2 separate regions of the Mus musculus genome follow, and region 2 is linked to region 1. A link is a contact called in public HiChIP or PLAC-seq data. All regions are on one chromosome and are shown on one strand. Each heading gives the region's core, a stretch centred on a gene start, on an enhancer-like site or on the middle of the called end of the contact. The rest is flanking DNA. Distances are from core to core; before and after follow the strand shown. Region 1 has its middle 34 kb from the start of Gm33315. Region 2 holds the start of Nfil3 (nuclear factor, interleukin 3, regulated).

Region 1 (7,444 bases), core at 2,515-5,014:
CAAATTTCACCACTTATTATTATTACTATTATTATTATTATTGTGGAAACTTCTGGTTTCTTTGGAAAGCCAGCTATGTCAAATGATCTTTTGCTGAAGCAGACACAGACGAAAAGATGGTTTGCTGAAGCAGACACATGAAGAAACATTTTGCTGAAACAGACACAGGTGAAAGGATGTTTTGCTACAGCAAGCATGTGGCAGGGAGCTTGATGAAGAGCCCTTCGCTAGACACGTGTGTATTGGTTCGCCTTATGTTTTGTTGCTGAGCTCCATGTTGTGACTCTATAGAGAGAGAAAAAAAAAAAAAAAAAAAAAAAAAACCTTCCGGAGGTGCTCTAGCAGCTTCTTGCCACTCCTGATGCCTGTGAACTGAACCGATTATTTCCTGACGATGCAGATTGGATTTGCTCCAAAGGACTATTTCTAAACAGGTCCACTTCCCCCGTATCCTAATAACCTTTCTTTTCTACTACCTATGGTGGGTGGTGGGCTAAAAGGGAGGTTAGAGCATTTTAGAACTGTTATTAAAAGTAGGTTTTGAAAAAAAATCGAAGCCTACAAATAATAATAAATAATAAATAATAATAATAAATAAAAAAAGACAGAGGTGTGCTTGCTCTCTGAGCTGCAAGGTCCCTTTCTATCATCCACTCACAGAGCCTTAAAGGGCAGTAAGCTCCCAGAGCAACCATCCTGACCACCACCATGTAGGAATGAAACAAGGAAGCCAAGAACACATTTAAGAAACCTTCCGACGAGGTACAGAATCTCTGAGAGAGAGAGAGAGAGATTGAGAGAGAGAGAGAGAGGCCCCGAAACCGGAAGCAGATGCAAATAACGGACACAGCGGTCATCCAATGTGCTCTGATTCTAAATTCTATACAGAGCGGCATTTATTGCCATGCAGAGTGGGCTGACTTCATAGACTGACAAAGAGTGGAAATTTAAAGAAGCAGCAGAACTCTTATTTTAGTTAGTTTCCTGGAAAAGCAGGACACAGGGTACAAGGTACAAGGAAGACCCTGATTGGTTGCTGTCCGTGATGTCAGACTCCGGATCCAGCCAATCAGAAGTCAGAATCTTTAGTACAAAACTGCTGGCTGTGATGTTTATTGATAGAAGGTTCTGGACCCTCTGGGGACAGAGGGCCTTGCAGGGAGGCTGAACCAGCAGAAAGCCTTATGTAGCCCAGGCTGGCCTCAAATTTGTTACATACCCAAGAATGCCCCTGAACTTCTAACCTTCCTTCGTCCACTTCCCAGTTGCTGGAATGACAGGCATACACCGCCACATGCAGTGCAGGGAATGGACTCTGGGCTTCGTGCATTGCCAGGCAAGCATTCTGCCAACTAAGCTACATCACAAACCTCTGTGGCTCACTCAAACCTGCACTCTGACAAGTGATCTGGGCCTGGCCTGGGTGTGTGGGCTGACTGTTCTTAACCTGAGCCAGCCTAGAAGAGTGAGGGAGGCAAATTATAGTCCTGAGCTGTGTCCAGCCCACTATCTGTTTTTGTAAATAGGTTTTCTTTCAACATAACCACATCTCTTTGCTCAGTGGCTACCTCTGTGTGTCAAGGGTGGAGTTGGAAGCGTCTGGTAGAGACTGCAATGGTTTACAAAGTTTGAAGTCTTTAACCTTTATAGAAACTTGATACTTTCTCATTTTAAAAGTCCATCTACCTGAGAGAAAGGCCCTGGCAGCTGCAAGGACCACCACCCTGTTTCACACCTCACTCCTGGGGACAGGTGCTTCAGGGAGGCCTGCTGTCATTTACCAGTCAATGGGCCTTGGAAGTCCAATAGAGCACTCTGCTAGCCTAGGTCACCCACAGAGCTGGACAGTGAAACATGGCAGCCTTAAGCCTCTACACTCAGGAATGCTTTATAAAGGGGATAACTAGGACCTACTCCCCAACATGCATGCAAGCACGCATGCACACACGGTGTGCACGTGAACGCACACACATACACACACACGCACATGCACACACACACACACGCACATGCCCAGTGGCAGGGGTCCCTAACTGTACACTCATCTGGTTTCTGACACTGTCCGGCTACACTGAAGCACAACAACTTAGTTTTTCCGGAGAAATGCCGTCAGTCATACTGAAACTGCTTTCAACCACAGACTTCTGTTTCCTTCACCTTGACTGTCCCCTTCCTCTCTGCAGCACCGTGACCGCACTGTGCTCTGTGGGTTTGGCCTTTTTAGTGACTCTTACCACTAATAGAAGAGGATGCTACAATCCCCCCCTCGCCCCCAAGGTGGGAACTTCTCAGCCTTTGTGAAGCTGAAAGGCCACCTGAGTGTCTTTCAGATCAGCAGTATCTGGCTCTAGATTCCCGGGGTGTCTTTAAGGAAAGGTGCCGTCATGAAAATCTTTCCATGTTCTAACTGTGTGGAGCACCGTGTATCAAGGGCAGCAGCTTAGTGGTTTTCTCACTGGGAAACCACCAACTATTTCATTCCTCTGGGACAGTAAAAATCTGGACAAATTACTTACATTCCCTCTGGTACAGCAACATGGCCTCATCCCCCATGTCATGGACATTCCTGCAGAGGCTGGGAGAGGGACGGCTTTCCTCCATCAAGGGGTCTTTTTCCCCCAACCAAGGTGCCCATCTGTGCCCTAGTGCCTGGAACCTGAAGATGTATGTCATATTAAACGGTGAACAAAAGGGACTTTGCTGGTTTAATAGGACTGAAAACTTTATAATAAGGAGTTTGCCAGTGAGTCTGATTTGGCATCAGCCTGGCACAGCTGGTGATATGAAGAAACCTGAAGAGGGTGGAGCTTGCTCTGTTTGGGCTCCTGTACCAGAGTGGCGTAAGCTGGAGGGCTTTGTGAGCATCCGTGGTGTATTGCTTCCTTCTCGGAAGCTGAGAAGGGCCCAGGTCAAGGAGCTAGAAGAGTCCATGTTGGGAAGGGTTAGGGTTAGGGTTAGTCAGGCCACTCCCTGACTCCATGATGTTCTTTCCCACTGTGTCCCCACCCTAACCACCACCCAGGTGCTGGGGAAAGAGGCATCTCTCTGAGATCTCTTTCATAAGAAATCACAAACCCCATTCATGAGGTGCACCATTATGGCCTCTCACATCTCTTGATTTTTATGTATGCACCTGAATACCAGAGGAGGATATCAGACCCCATTCCAGATGGTTGTGAGCCACCATGTGGTTGCTGGGATTTGAACTCAGGACCTCTGCAAGAGCAGCCGGTGTTCTTACTGTTTGTTGAGCCATGTGGTAAAGCTCTGCTTCCTAATGCCAGGGCTGAGATCTCAGCATACGTGGGCTGGGAAGTAGGTGAAGGGCTCGCCCACTAAGCATGAGTGCTGGAGTTTGGAGCCACAGCACTGTTGTAAAAAGCCAGGTGGGGCAGGCTAGGTCTGTAATCTCAGCACTGGAGAGTCAGAAGCAGAGAGACCCCTGGGGCTCATTGCCAGATAGTCCAGCCAATGGGCTTCAGTTTCAGTGATAAACAAAACCACTTGATGAACACAGATACCTACCACACATAAGCATGCCCATTTGAGAGAGTCACATTCGGCCTAGAGCGGGGTGTTTCAGAGAACCTGGAACTCTTGTCACCTGCACTGGTTCAAAGACTCTATACAACACAAAGATAAGCTGAGACAGGACCTGGCTGGAAGTCCAAACCACGAAAGGGTTCCCTTTGACAGGAGCTGAGAACACTTCCCTATGCTCAGAATCTCTGAGTGGGAGGGAAGTCTCCCGTCCTCTGATCAGAATGTAGGAATAACACACAGTGTCTCAGTCAGTATCCTCTCCCTCAGAGGAAGTCCAACATGCAACAGTGATATGGGAGGCACCCTTAATTCTTGTGACCATGAGGTTGTCTCCAAAGAGTGAACTAGAAGAAGACAAAATATAGTTCTAGAGAGGATAGGCCAGGCAGGACATGGACATGCCCCTGAAGTGTGCCTACCCATTTTGAACTGCTTACTAAGCCATTAGCGCTGTTCCACAAGTTCTCATGCCACACTGAGTATAAACATCCCGTGAGTGATGAGGTGACTGCGCCATGGTGGAAAGAATCAGCCCATTTTTGTAGACTCTGTGCCGACCCCTACGTCCTAGGGATATTCATCAGCTCAGCAAAGACTATGTCAGAATTACTCAGCTCTCCTCTGCTCATGTCCACCCCTGTGAGATCACATCTCTACTACTTCCTCAAGCCTTGACCTTCCTTTTCCATCCACTCTCTGCCACATGTCTCTGGGACCCTGCAAGCAGGCTTCTCTCCACACTGTGTCTCCTTCCCCAACCTTCTGTTGCCCCAAGAACATGGGCATAGCACAGGACCACGGAGGATAAGAAGAACTGCTTGCTTACACCAGGGGCTCTCAACCCGAGCGTCATGATCCCTTTGGGGCTCAAAGGACCCTTCACTGGCGTTATCTAAAACCATGGGCAAACACAAATATTTACATTATGGTTCATAAAATAGCAAAATTAGAGTTATGAAGTAGCAGCAAAAATAACTTTACGGTTGGGGTGGGGGTCACCACATCATGAAGAACTGTATTAAAGGATCCTAACATTAGGAAGGCTGAGAACCACTGCCGTGCTTTGTACATACCCTTGGGAAGGGTGCTCTATGTACACTAAGCAAGCCTCAGACCAAGAGACCTAACATTGAATCTACTTTACCATGGGCAGAGACAGAGCCTCTATGAATAAAATCAATAAGGAAAATGATGAGGAATTTAGGAGCACATGGCTATAAATTGTCCAAGCGGAGGCCCTCAACAGAGAACGCTTTACACAAGAACTTGTTAAATAAAGCGTGCTTCTTGTGGGTTTGATGATTCCTTTCCATCAAGCCCCCTTCCTGTTAACATCAGGGTCCTTACCTTCCTTAGCACAAGGCCCAACTCTTCCTGTTCTTCCCTGGCCTGGCCACAGAGCAAGCCTGAGTCAGAATCCTTGTCACACCTTCCAGAAACTTCTCAGAATTTCAGAGACCATAGAGGAAAGTACCCCCCCCCCCATGCTCCTAGATACAGCAACAGAGTTGGAGCCATGTAACTCCCCAGCTCAGCCAGGACACGTAGGGCTCATAGCTGGCAAACTCAAATAAGGATCCCCCATGTAGATGAAGGTTCTTGCCCGCACTGTACTGTGATACACGCTCTAGGGGTCCCCAGCAGTACCCATACCTGAGATGATTCAGTAGAAAAAGTCCCTGTCCTGCGAACACAAGGACCTAAGTTCAAATTCCAGAAGCTGTGTGAAAATCAGGACAGGGCTGCACACCTCTATAATCTCAGCACTGGGGGAATTGGAAACATCAGATCCTCAGCCCTGATTGGCTACCGGCTAGATTGGTGAACTTCAGGTCCAGTGAGAGCACCTACCTCAATAAATACACAAATGTGGAAAGCCATCCTAGAACACCATCCAGCACTAGCCCTGGGCCTCCACACACATGAATTCACGTGCTTGTGCATCTGCATGCACATAGCCACACTAGCAAGTACACACCACATGCTACACACCACAACAATGCACACACATGCAGTCTCTACACCCTCCTCGTCCAGAGCAAAGTATACCTGAGCAGAAGGTAACTGTCAAAGGTGACAATGAGAGACCACACCTTTTAAGTTCAGGCTCCTTTTTAGAGAACTTAAACTCAGGTAAACTAACAGACTGGTACCTAACATCAGTTTCCAAGTCACCCTCTAACAAAACCGGAGTCTAGCTCCAGTTTCTAGGCTAACTCCAACAGACCAGTGTCTCTGGGTTAATTTCCCCCAACAAGCCACCGTTTCCAGGTTAATTCCCAACAAGCCCACCTCCTGCCTAACAACCACCATTGCAGAGGGAATAGAAGTTAAGTTTATGGCTTGACCCCCAGCAGCAGCCAATTATGTTAAAGGCCATAGTAGCTCTCCAATTAGATGCTTACCAAGCTAGAAACAGTCACCTCTCGCTTGATGCTTTCTATAAAGCCTTACCCCAATAGATATTCTCGGCTTCTCTCCACAAAACTTGTGTTGGCAGTAGGCTGAGGGGCTTGAGCTAGCTCAAATTAATGACCCTGTTGTGATCTGTATCAGATTGGCTCCTGTCCATTTGGGGAGGGGTCCACTAATACTTCCCTGGCACTACTACTTGAGTATGAATTGTTTGGGGATCTTGTTAAAATGTGGATTCTGATTCCAGAAGCCTGGGGCAGGTGGTGTTCTGAATTTCTGGGGACATCGTGTGATGCTAAACAGTAGGGAACAGCCTGGCTTCACAGATGAGTCTTCCAAGATCTGTGTCACCTCTGCCCCTGAAGGAAAAGAATGAATGGAAGGAAAGGAAGGAGGGGGAAGGGAGGGAAGGAGGGAGGAAGAGAAAGAGGGAGGAAAGAAAGGAGGGAGGGAACACATGCTCCTTCCTTACACGACATGAGAAACTGCACACTGCACTAAACACCAAGCCTAAAGCCACCAGCAGCAGCCCAGGACAAAGCCAGAGGACGCTCTGCCCATGTGGCAGCCATGGCTGCTCTTCTTCTGTACTTATGGGGTGGGCCCACCACAGCACCAACAGGGATAAAGGTGGGTGTTGGAACTCCTCCTCCACAGCCAGACACCCACACTGGGGATCTGCCTTTGCTTGTCTCAGTTTAAAGGGCACTTTAAAGCTCCCAAGCTTTGAGAAGCTCCCAAGGCTCTGCCATCCCTGAGACTCTGTAGGCACCGAGTGGTTACCGGGGAGTGAGAGGCATGTTCTTCAGTGATGCAGTATGTGTTTAAGGTTTTTGCTTTTGTTGTTGCTGCTGCTGCTGCTGTTTAAACTCTACAAAGGTACACTGAATCTTCAGAGAGACTTAATGCACACTACTGGCCACAGGCCATAGTCCGAGTAGTTAGAAGGTAGGACAGGATTCACCTGGATTCTTGAAGGGGCCTGGGAAATAGAGAGTGGGGGCTGGGTGTAGAGCTCTGTGTTTGAAATGCCTGCTGGACGAGTGGGTTACTGTCTCACTGAAAAGCAGCTTCAGAAAGAGAGGTTTAGCCGGGCATGGTGGCACACGCCTTTAATCCCAGCACTCGGGAGGCAGAGGCAGGTGGATTTCTGAGTTCGAGGCCAGCCCGATCTACAGAGTGAGTTTCAGGACAGCCAAGGCTATACAGAGAAACCCTGTCTAAAAACAAAACAAAACAAAACAAAACAAAACAAAACAAAACAAAACAAAACAAAACAAAACGAAAGAAAGAAAGAAAGAAGAAAAGAAAGAAAGAAAGGTTTGTCCTGGCTCTCAGTGGCACTACACAGTCCCTTGTGGCAGACGTTGGAGGTAGCAGCCTGAGGTGGCTCTTTGCAGTGTGTTCCCGGTCAGAACAGACAGAGTGACACAAGCTGGCACTCCATTTGCATCTTCCTCTTGATTTCACCCAGGATCCCAGCCCA
Region 2 (7,444 bases), core at 2,655-5,154, 190 kb after region 1:
GTCCTGCCTTGTTTAGTAACTGCCCTTCATATTTCTGAATCAAGGCAGTGAGGACTCCAGGTTCCAGTCCTTTCTGCAAGGCACTAATTTGAGACTGCCCTGGGTACTTCGGGCCTAGGTTTCTTCATGGAGGTCAAGAGTCATCAGTCTAACGGGGCCTGGCTTTAATTGACATCCACACAGCTCCCCGTATCCTCTCTCTAAGATAGCGTGCACGTGCACAAGTGTAGGTGAGAATGCGCACTGCTGATGGTTTAGAAGAAGAGATCAGCCAGGCTAGAGAACTCAAGTCACAGAAAATTCCAGGGATCTGGAAAAGGCCAAGCTACTCTTGCTGTGGGGACCTTGTCACCTCCGTTTCTTCCAATACTCCCTAAGGTCCCAGTTACTTGGGACCTTGAAGCACTTCGATGCTTCAAGAATTATCTTGGTACAAACATTAAGTAACACGCACAAGGCAAGGGTATTCAGGGGTAACAGAGAAGGTGAATCTTTACAGGCCCAATACCAACCTGTCTTCATTCTTTCTGTGAGATTCGGTTCCGTAAAGGAAAGCCAGTCCAAACATAAGCATTCTGGAAACATTTACTGAGCCCCTTCTTAACTGTGCGGATCCACGGGCTTCCTTCCCCTCAGGTTTCCCTGAAAGGCAGTGAAGGTCTATCATATACTGAGGAGAGAGTATCATATACTGGGGAGAGAGCAGCACTTACACCTGCCTTTTTTGCATCTCCCAAAGCAGACTCCCAAAGAGGGTCCTTAGGGTATCCAAGAGCATCATTTGATGCTGAATTCCAGGTTTGCCATCCAGAGAGCAGCCTGAGCTGATCACCCTCCAAACACCAGGAGGCTTTCCTGTGGCTTCAGAAGGCCACCGGGAGAAACGTGGAGCTGTGATGAAGTAGAGAGAGGAAGTAGAGAGGTACTTTTACAGGAGAGACAGCTACATCTATGTGGGTGACTTTGAATTAGGGACTCCCGACCATATATATCATCCCGGGCTTTGGATCAAATAAACTTTAGCTACAATAAGAAAAAAAAAAAAAAAAAAAACTGGGTTCCACTGTCCATGTTCAAGCACTGTCCCTCCTATCCATCACGATCAAGACTGCCCTCCCTTCTTTCTGTAGCCATTTAGATGTCCTGCTTTTTCACTCCGTGAATGGAGAAGAGATCTTGCCTCTGAAATTCAACGGAGACTCCAGAAACAAAGATATCTGTGGGGGTCGCGGCTAGCGGTGCTCCGGAGTAGAGTCAGCTTCTGGCTCGGTCTGCCTGAGGCTGCACTGTCCCGAGGCCCAAGGCCACCGGAGCCGGCGCCCAGGAGGCACGCCTGCTCTCCGCCTCAGGCCACCGGCTCCGGGCGAGCGCAGCTCACCGAACTCGGCCCTGCAAGCCTCCGCCCCGCTCGCGGCCGCGCCCCCACGCCGCGCCGCTCCCCAGGCCCGCCCCCCGCCGGGTGGGCGGCGCAGCGGGGCCTCGGCGCCGCGAGGACCCCCGCGCCAGAACAAAGGAATGCGGGAGGGGCCGGGGAGCCGCGCGGGCCACCGCGAGGCGCGTCCAGTTGCTGCCCAAGGGGAGCGTCTTGGGTCGAGGTCTCTGCCTGCCACTGCCAGGCGCGTGCCCGGTCTCCCGGACCAGCGAGGGGCGCAAGGACGCATGATGAAAGGTGGCGCTGCAAAGTCCCCCCAGGCCCCCCGCCTCTGAAGGCTTGGGTCTCCCAGCCCAGCACGCAAAGTGGGTCAGGGTCTGCTGCTGGGGGGCCTACTGCAACTGCAGCGTCTTGGAAAACGGCTAAAATAGGGATAATATGTTCCAGGAGTCATCATCTAGAATGTCTCCGCCCCCTAAAATAATATTGTAGTTCAATTATGTAAATGGTACGCTAAGAAAACTATATCTCACAGACACTATTAAATACGTATATTCACACATCATTACACTAAGTAAGAATCCGGGAAGAAATTTAATATCCGGATACTTACCATATTATTCTATCTCCAAGAATAAAACTAGGTTATACAAGGCAAAAATACAATCTACTAACCTATATATACTTCCCATAACTCATATCTGATCTGGGGGAAATTATGATGTGAAATAAATACTTTTGACCTCATTAGCCGTTGTTATTTACAAAAGCCAGAAAAGAAGGTGTCACTTGGCCATTCCCTGTTGCCCTCTGAACGCAGCAGTTCCTCCAAAGTGTCCTTTAAAATGATAAATGGGGCCCCCGCGTTCACCAGCAGTCTCTGGGTGCTGCGAAATGCCTTCCTAAAAATACAGTCTTATCAGAGGTCTTGGAAGGCGTGGAGTTAAAACTACAGCAAATGGCCTTGAGCTCGTATTTGCACACAGCCCTGGAGAAACCAGAAATAGCACTGAGGCCAGGATTGTTAAAATGTGATAGGGCTATATTTAGAAAGACGTACATTTCTTTTAGGGTAAAAGACACACATTTGGCAAGCATGAGCTATGTCAAGGCTTAGTCGGTCGTCACTTTCCGGCTTAAAATATCCTTTAAAAGAACCAACAAAACCCCTGTTGATGGTGACATTCTTCAACGCTGAGATTGCCCTACTTTCTTTGTGGCAAGATTATAAAATCACGTAATTAGCTCCCTTTCTATGCTCAACAGCCAGCAAATTCGGCAGTTACATAACCTCACATTTCCAGGAATCTAGTAATGATTTGTCTTGTGGTGTCTTAAAAAAAAAAAAAAAAAAGCCAATGACGATAAGGTGAGAAAAAAAAAAAAGAAAGAAAGAAAAAGAAAGGCTGATGAAACGCATCGCATTCCAGTTGGGAAAAGTGGGGAGGCAAACGTCACAATGGCTCGTCCGGGTTTTAAAAATAACACCTCGGAACATTTAAGGAGCCCCCCCTCCCCCGCGCGCATTAGTGTCCAAGACTAGGATTTCTTCTTTCTTAATAATGAACTCCATAGAATCGTTTTTTAAAATATGCGTATTTGGGACGATACAGAGGTACCAATAAGGATCTAATAGCCAACGCTGCGCTAAAATGACCAAATCATTGCACACAAATCACACGCGCACATTCTCACATCAGTTCGTCCTCGGTGCCCACGTTTCATCGCTGGCCCATTATGCAATGTAAGAAAGGACACATCCCTCCACCTTCCCGAGGGCTCGTAAAACACGGTGACGACAAACGGGTTGGAAAACGTCGGTGCCGACACAGCGCCTGACACAAACAAACGCCGCGCAGGCATCTCCGATTGCCGTCACCGTTGGTACTCCCAATCCTCCTAAGCAAATCAAGACTCAACCCTCCCCTTAGCTGGCCCGGATTGGGGACTAGCGCGGAGAGACCCCGGAGAGCAGGGCAAGTCGTCTGGCTGCTAAAAGGATCGGCCTCCACTCCGCCTCCACGGCGCGCTCTTCGCCACCGAAACATCAATTTTCCTGAAATCCGGAGACATTATGCAATAGCGGGGAGGAGGAGGGAGCGCGCGGCAGCCCGGGCTACGTGCGGGCGCCAGGGCGCTGCAATCAAAGCAGCTACCTTAAGGTGGCGAGTCCCCCCTCCTGCCAAGGCAGCAAAAGTTTATGTAATGCATGCCCCGCGCACACTCGCCGCCTCCCGCCAGCCCTGCGCCGCGCCCGCACGCATCCCGCGCCCTACGCCCGCCGGCCGCGCGCTCCAAGAGCGGGCACGGAGCAGAGCAGGGCCCCCGGGGCCGCCGGTGGGCGGAGCGCTTACCGTGGTTCTGCTCCCTGGTCCGTGAGGGGGAAAAGAAAGGGCGGCTGTAACCGGGCTGGCGGCGCCGGGGCGCGATTCAAGCTCCGCCGGGCCCTCAGCGGGCGGTGGCGAGGGCGCGGCGCGGGAGACGAGCGGGCGCGCCGGGTCCGCGGGCGCCGTGGCCGCGCCGAGAGATGTGTGTTAGTAGGTCAGTTCCGAGCGCCGCGCTACGTCGCCGCCCGCCAGCCCCGCCGTGACGGGCGGCGGCCGCCCCAATCGCCGCGCCCGCGCCCGCCCCCGGCCCGCCGCCACTGGCCGCGCCGACAGGGGCGGGCTCCCCACCGCCCCGCCCCGCCCCGCCCCGTCCTCTCCGCCGCGGCGCCACTGGCAGTCCGCGTCCTTCTCTGGCCGCGGCCGCAGCTGCTACCCGCTGTCCGTGGGGACCCAGGCCGAGCGCTATGTTGCGCAACGGGACGCACCGCGGAGCAACCCGAGGCACGCCTAAGAGGAGCCCAGGACCCTTTTGCCCATTGCCGGCCGCGCCCTCCGGGTCGCTGCGCTCGCTCCGTGGTGCCAGCACCTTTTTTTGTTTGTTTGTTTCCCGGAGAGCCACAGAGGGCCGGGCTACCTGTTGCCAATAGAACCCCGGGTGAGGGCTATGGGGACACGGGCGTGGCGGGGACCTTGGCCTCCTTGTGCCCACGGTCCCCTCTGAGACCGGGAAAGGGGCGCGGCAGCCGGGCTACTGAAATGTCCCGCTCCTCTCCCGGGCAGCGCCGCAACGGTAACACAAACAGCGCTCCCGACACAATTAGGGCGAAGACGACCCCTACAAAGTTGTTGCGTAACACGGTTGGGAAACCAAGCTAGACCCGGTTGGTCTGTGTCCCCGACCACGTGGAGAGGTGGCGGCTGTCTCCGAGGACCTGAGAGTCCGCGGCCTCGGTGTCCCCGGCTGGGAAACCTACCCGCTTTCGGTGCTCGGGCTAGAGCAAGCCACGGAGGGCATTCCCCAAGCATCTTGAACTGGTAGTTCTCCTCTCCTTTCGGTTCTCAGTGAACACGCCAGCCAGCCCCCACCCCACCCCCCTTTCCCCAATTCCTGGGATGTACAAAAGACATAAGGAAATGGGAGACAGAGCATCTGGTGGCATGTTCTTAAGTCAGTCATCGGGTTGGCTATTGTAAAGGAACGTGGCAAACACTCCCCGCGTTTACAGACACGTAAGATTATAGCCGGCCTTGGCAAAGGGAGCCATATTCCTGACAGTGACGCACGCGCTTGCCCAAATACGGAATGTGGCAGGTGGCAAGGTCCTTGAGCTCGGACTGTGGGACCTGGGCTCGAATGATTCCCTCACTCAACCCCCTCCTTTCTCATTTTTCAAAGAAAGCAAACCCCAAAATAAAGAGTGAGTGTGCGGGACCCCCACCCGGAACATCTCACCAAGTGGATCTCTTTCCATTTACTCAAGACACACAGTAGTAACTCCACAAATAATCTCCGAGGCACATCCAGTGGTGATTTAAATGCCATTCACCGTTGGACTTTTGGACGCCTTCACAGGGCAATAATGATGGAGTCTAGCTGGTAAAATACCCCTTAACCAATAAAGCCCCCATAGCACAGATACGCAATAGAGGATAAATCTCCTTTCACGGGTGCTGATCAGTTCAGGGAACACCCCCTCCCCCCTTTACACTTTGTTTGTTTGGATTTTTTTTTGTTTTTTGTTTTGTTTTTTTCCGAAGAACTAACTACCTTGATGTAAACGAATCTTGATTTGGTTAATCGGTTCCACTTTTCTCGAATTTACTGATGTCATAGGATCCCTAAGTAGGTAGAATCGGGGAATAGCGTTTTCACAAAAAAAAAAAAAAAAAAAAAAAAAAAAAAAAAAAAAAAATTGAACTTGCCTGACTCACCCAAGGCTGACAGCGGAAGAACGGACTGCTGTGACCCACGAAGCTGTTCTTTATACTGAATTTTGAAATCTGATGCCTGTCTTCATTCCCGGGGGCAGTTTACATTGCGCCTCCACCACATTTATGCTTCCGTCATTGTCATCTAACTTGGAAATCAGAGGAAGTGTGAAAGATGTCTCTGATATCAACTTGGAAAACAACTCATTCGCGCCCCCTGGTGCTTAAAAACAGCTCAACAAGGTGATGGAGGCTCGGTCTCCAGGACCCGGGTGATGATGCGTCCGGTGTTACACCCTGGGGGTCCACCTAGTGGGCAAGTGCTTGCAATTAATTGAACTAGAAGAAAATTGAAACATAACCCTGGGGTGGGAGAATTTCCCCCAAGTCTCCAGTGTGCTGATTACTGAACAGGCTGTAAGTAGGGTCTCCCGAATAGGGAGATGGTGGAGGACTTTAATTGAAGTATGACTTTCAAACGAGTTTTTTGCGGAAGTGCTGGGGCTTGAACCCTGGACTGCTACGTGCTAAGCAAGTGCTTTATCGGTATCCTACCTTCGCAACCAAACTCAAAACGTTCTTACTCTAAGTGGCTGGTTTGTTTCAGAGCGGGAATTGGGTTTGGATGCAGGAGCCAAAGAGAGATGATCTAGACCAGAAAGCATTTAAGAATCGCTTTGTGTTTATACACTGCTGTAGCACACTTTGAGCAGCCAATATAAGAGGTGTAAGCTGAGAGCAGGTGGAGGATGTGGCTCTCTCTGAGAAAAATTTCAGGGCGTGTCCAGCTGGAGGGTCGAGAGTACGCTGATGTACGCAACCCGAGGGTTTTTTCTTTCACAGCGCCCGGCATCGAACTCAGGTCTAAGCCTGGTTACACGACTTCAGCCCAGTGTCCAGAAGCTCTTGGCTTGGGCCTTGATACATACACCTAGTATTTTATGGGGGTTCAGGAGGTGAGCCACCCTTGGACTCTGTCACGAAGAGAAAATGCCTTCACTGTTACAATACCAGATCAGGGGGACTGTGGCTCCAAGTTTTCAAAAGGTGACATTAAAAATACCTCGTGTGTGTGTTATGTATGTATATGAGTGTGAGAAATATCCTGCTTTTCGATGTTGGCAAGGAATTAATTTTCTTTAAAAGTGATGGCTTAGTGGAGAAAGGCACTTGCCACCAAGCCTGACACCTGAGTTTGAGCTCTGGTGGAAGGGGGTAACTGAGACATTAAAGCTGTCCCCATAACCTCCGTATGTGCACTATGGTGTAGGTTTGAGTGGACGCACACATACAACACATCATAAATAAAAGATAAATAAATGTAATGTATTTTAAAATAAATAAAACACTTTACTAATTGTAGCTCAGTTGGTAAAGTGCTTGCCTAGCATGCGCAGACGCCTGGGTCCAATTCCCAGAAGGAGATGAAACAGACTTGGTAGTACACGTCTGTCATCCGAGCACCCAGGAGGTGCAGGCAGCAGGATCAGACATTCAGTCATTTTCAGTTGTAACATCAGCCTCTGCCATGTGAGACTGTTTATGACTGATTGACTGGATAAATGGCTGAATGCATGAATGAATGAATGAATGAATGGTCAAATGACTGGCTGAAAGAATGAATGAATTGGTCTAGGACTTATCTGGATGGAATCTAGAGATGGAAAAATGAAGTCCTGTGGATATGGCTGGAAGGACAGTCACAGGCTAATGACAAGCCAAGCCTACAGCTCTCACTCTCTCTGCTCTGTATACCAGATGTCTGAATTTCTCTGTGGAAATGTTTCATTCGCTATGCACCCTTTGATGACCCCAC

Evidence for each region. HiChIP or PLAC-seq counts read pairs in DNA pulled down with a chosen protein or histone mark.
Region 2: an H3K4me3 HiChIP or PLAC-seq map of bone marrow-derived macrophages shows a contact between it and region 1, with 6 times the contacts expected there. The contact joins the promoter of Nfil3 here to the enhancer-like site in region 1. A contact is called at or near these places in 4 of 39 promoter capture datasets (liver, macrophages, maxillary cranial neural crest and 1 more), 2 of 15 datasets of contacts at CTCF or cohesin (CD8 T cells and the NIH/3T3 cell line), 20 of 484 Hi-C or Micro-C datasets (B cells, CD8 T cells, the N1E-115 cell line and 11 more), 28 of 115 datasets of contacts at active chromatin or transcription factors (the 230-238 cell line, CD8 T cells, DN3 thymocytes and 17 more) and 5 of 9 other capture datasets (adipose tissue, embryonic stem cells, liver and 2 more).

What each region holds. Positions count from the first base shown.
Region 1 is chr13:52,791,612-52,799,055 of GRCm38.p6, forward strand. No RefSeq gene overlaps it. Among named protein-coding and RNA genes, the nearest start is that of Gm33315, 34 kb to the right of the region's middle. Within about 2 kb of position 3,765, at least 9 of the 459 cell types and tissues checked have an H3K27ac peak or open chromatin away from gene starts, as enhancers often do. A contact at or near this core is called in the SCID.adh cell line, bone marrow-derived macrophages and hematopoietic stem and progenitor cells, where this site is marked.
Region 2 is chr13:52,977,135-52,984,578 of GRCm38.p6, forward strand. Nfil3 (nuclear factor, interleukin 3, regulated) reads right to left here and starts at 3,905. Exons shown (of 2, transcript NM_017373.3): 1 at 3,727-3,905.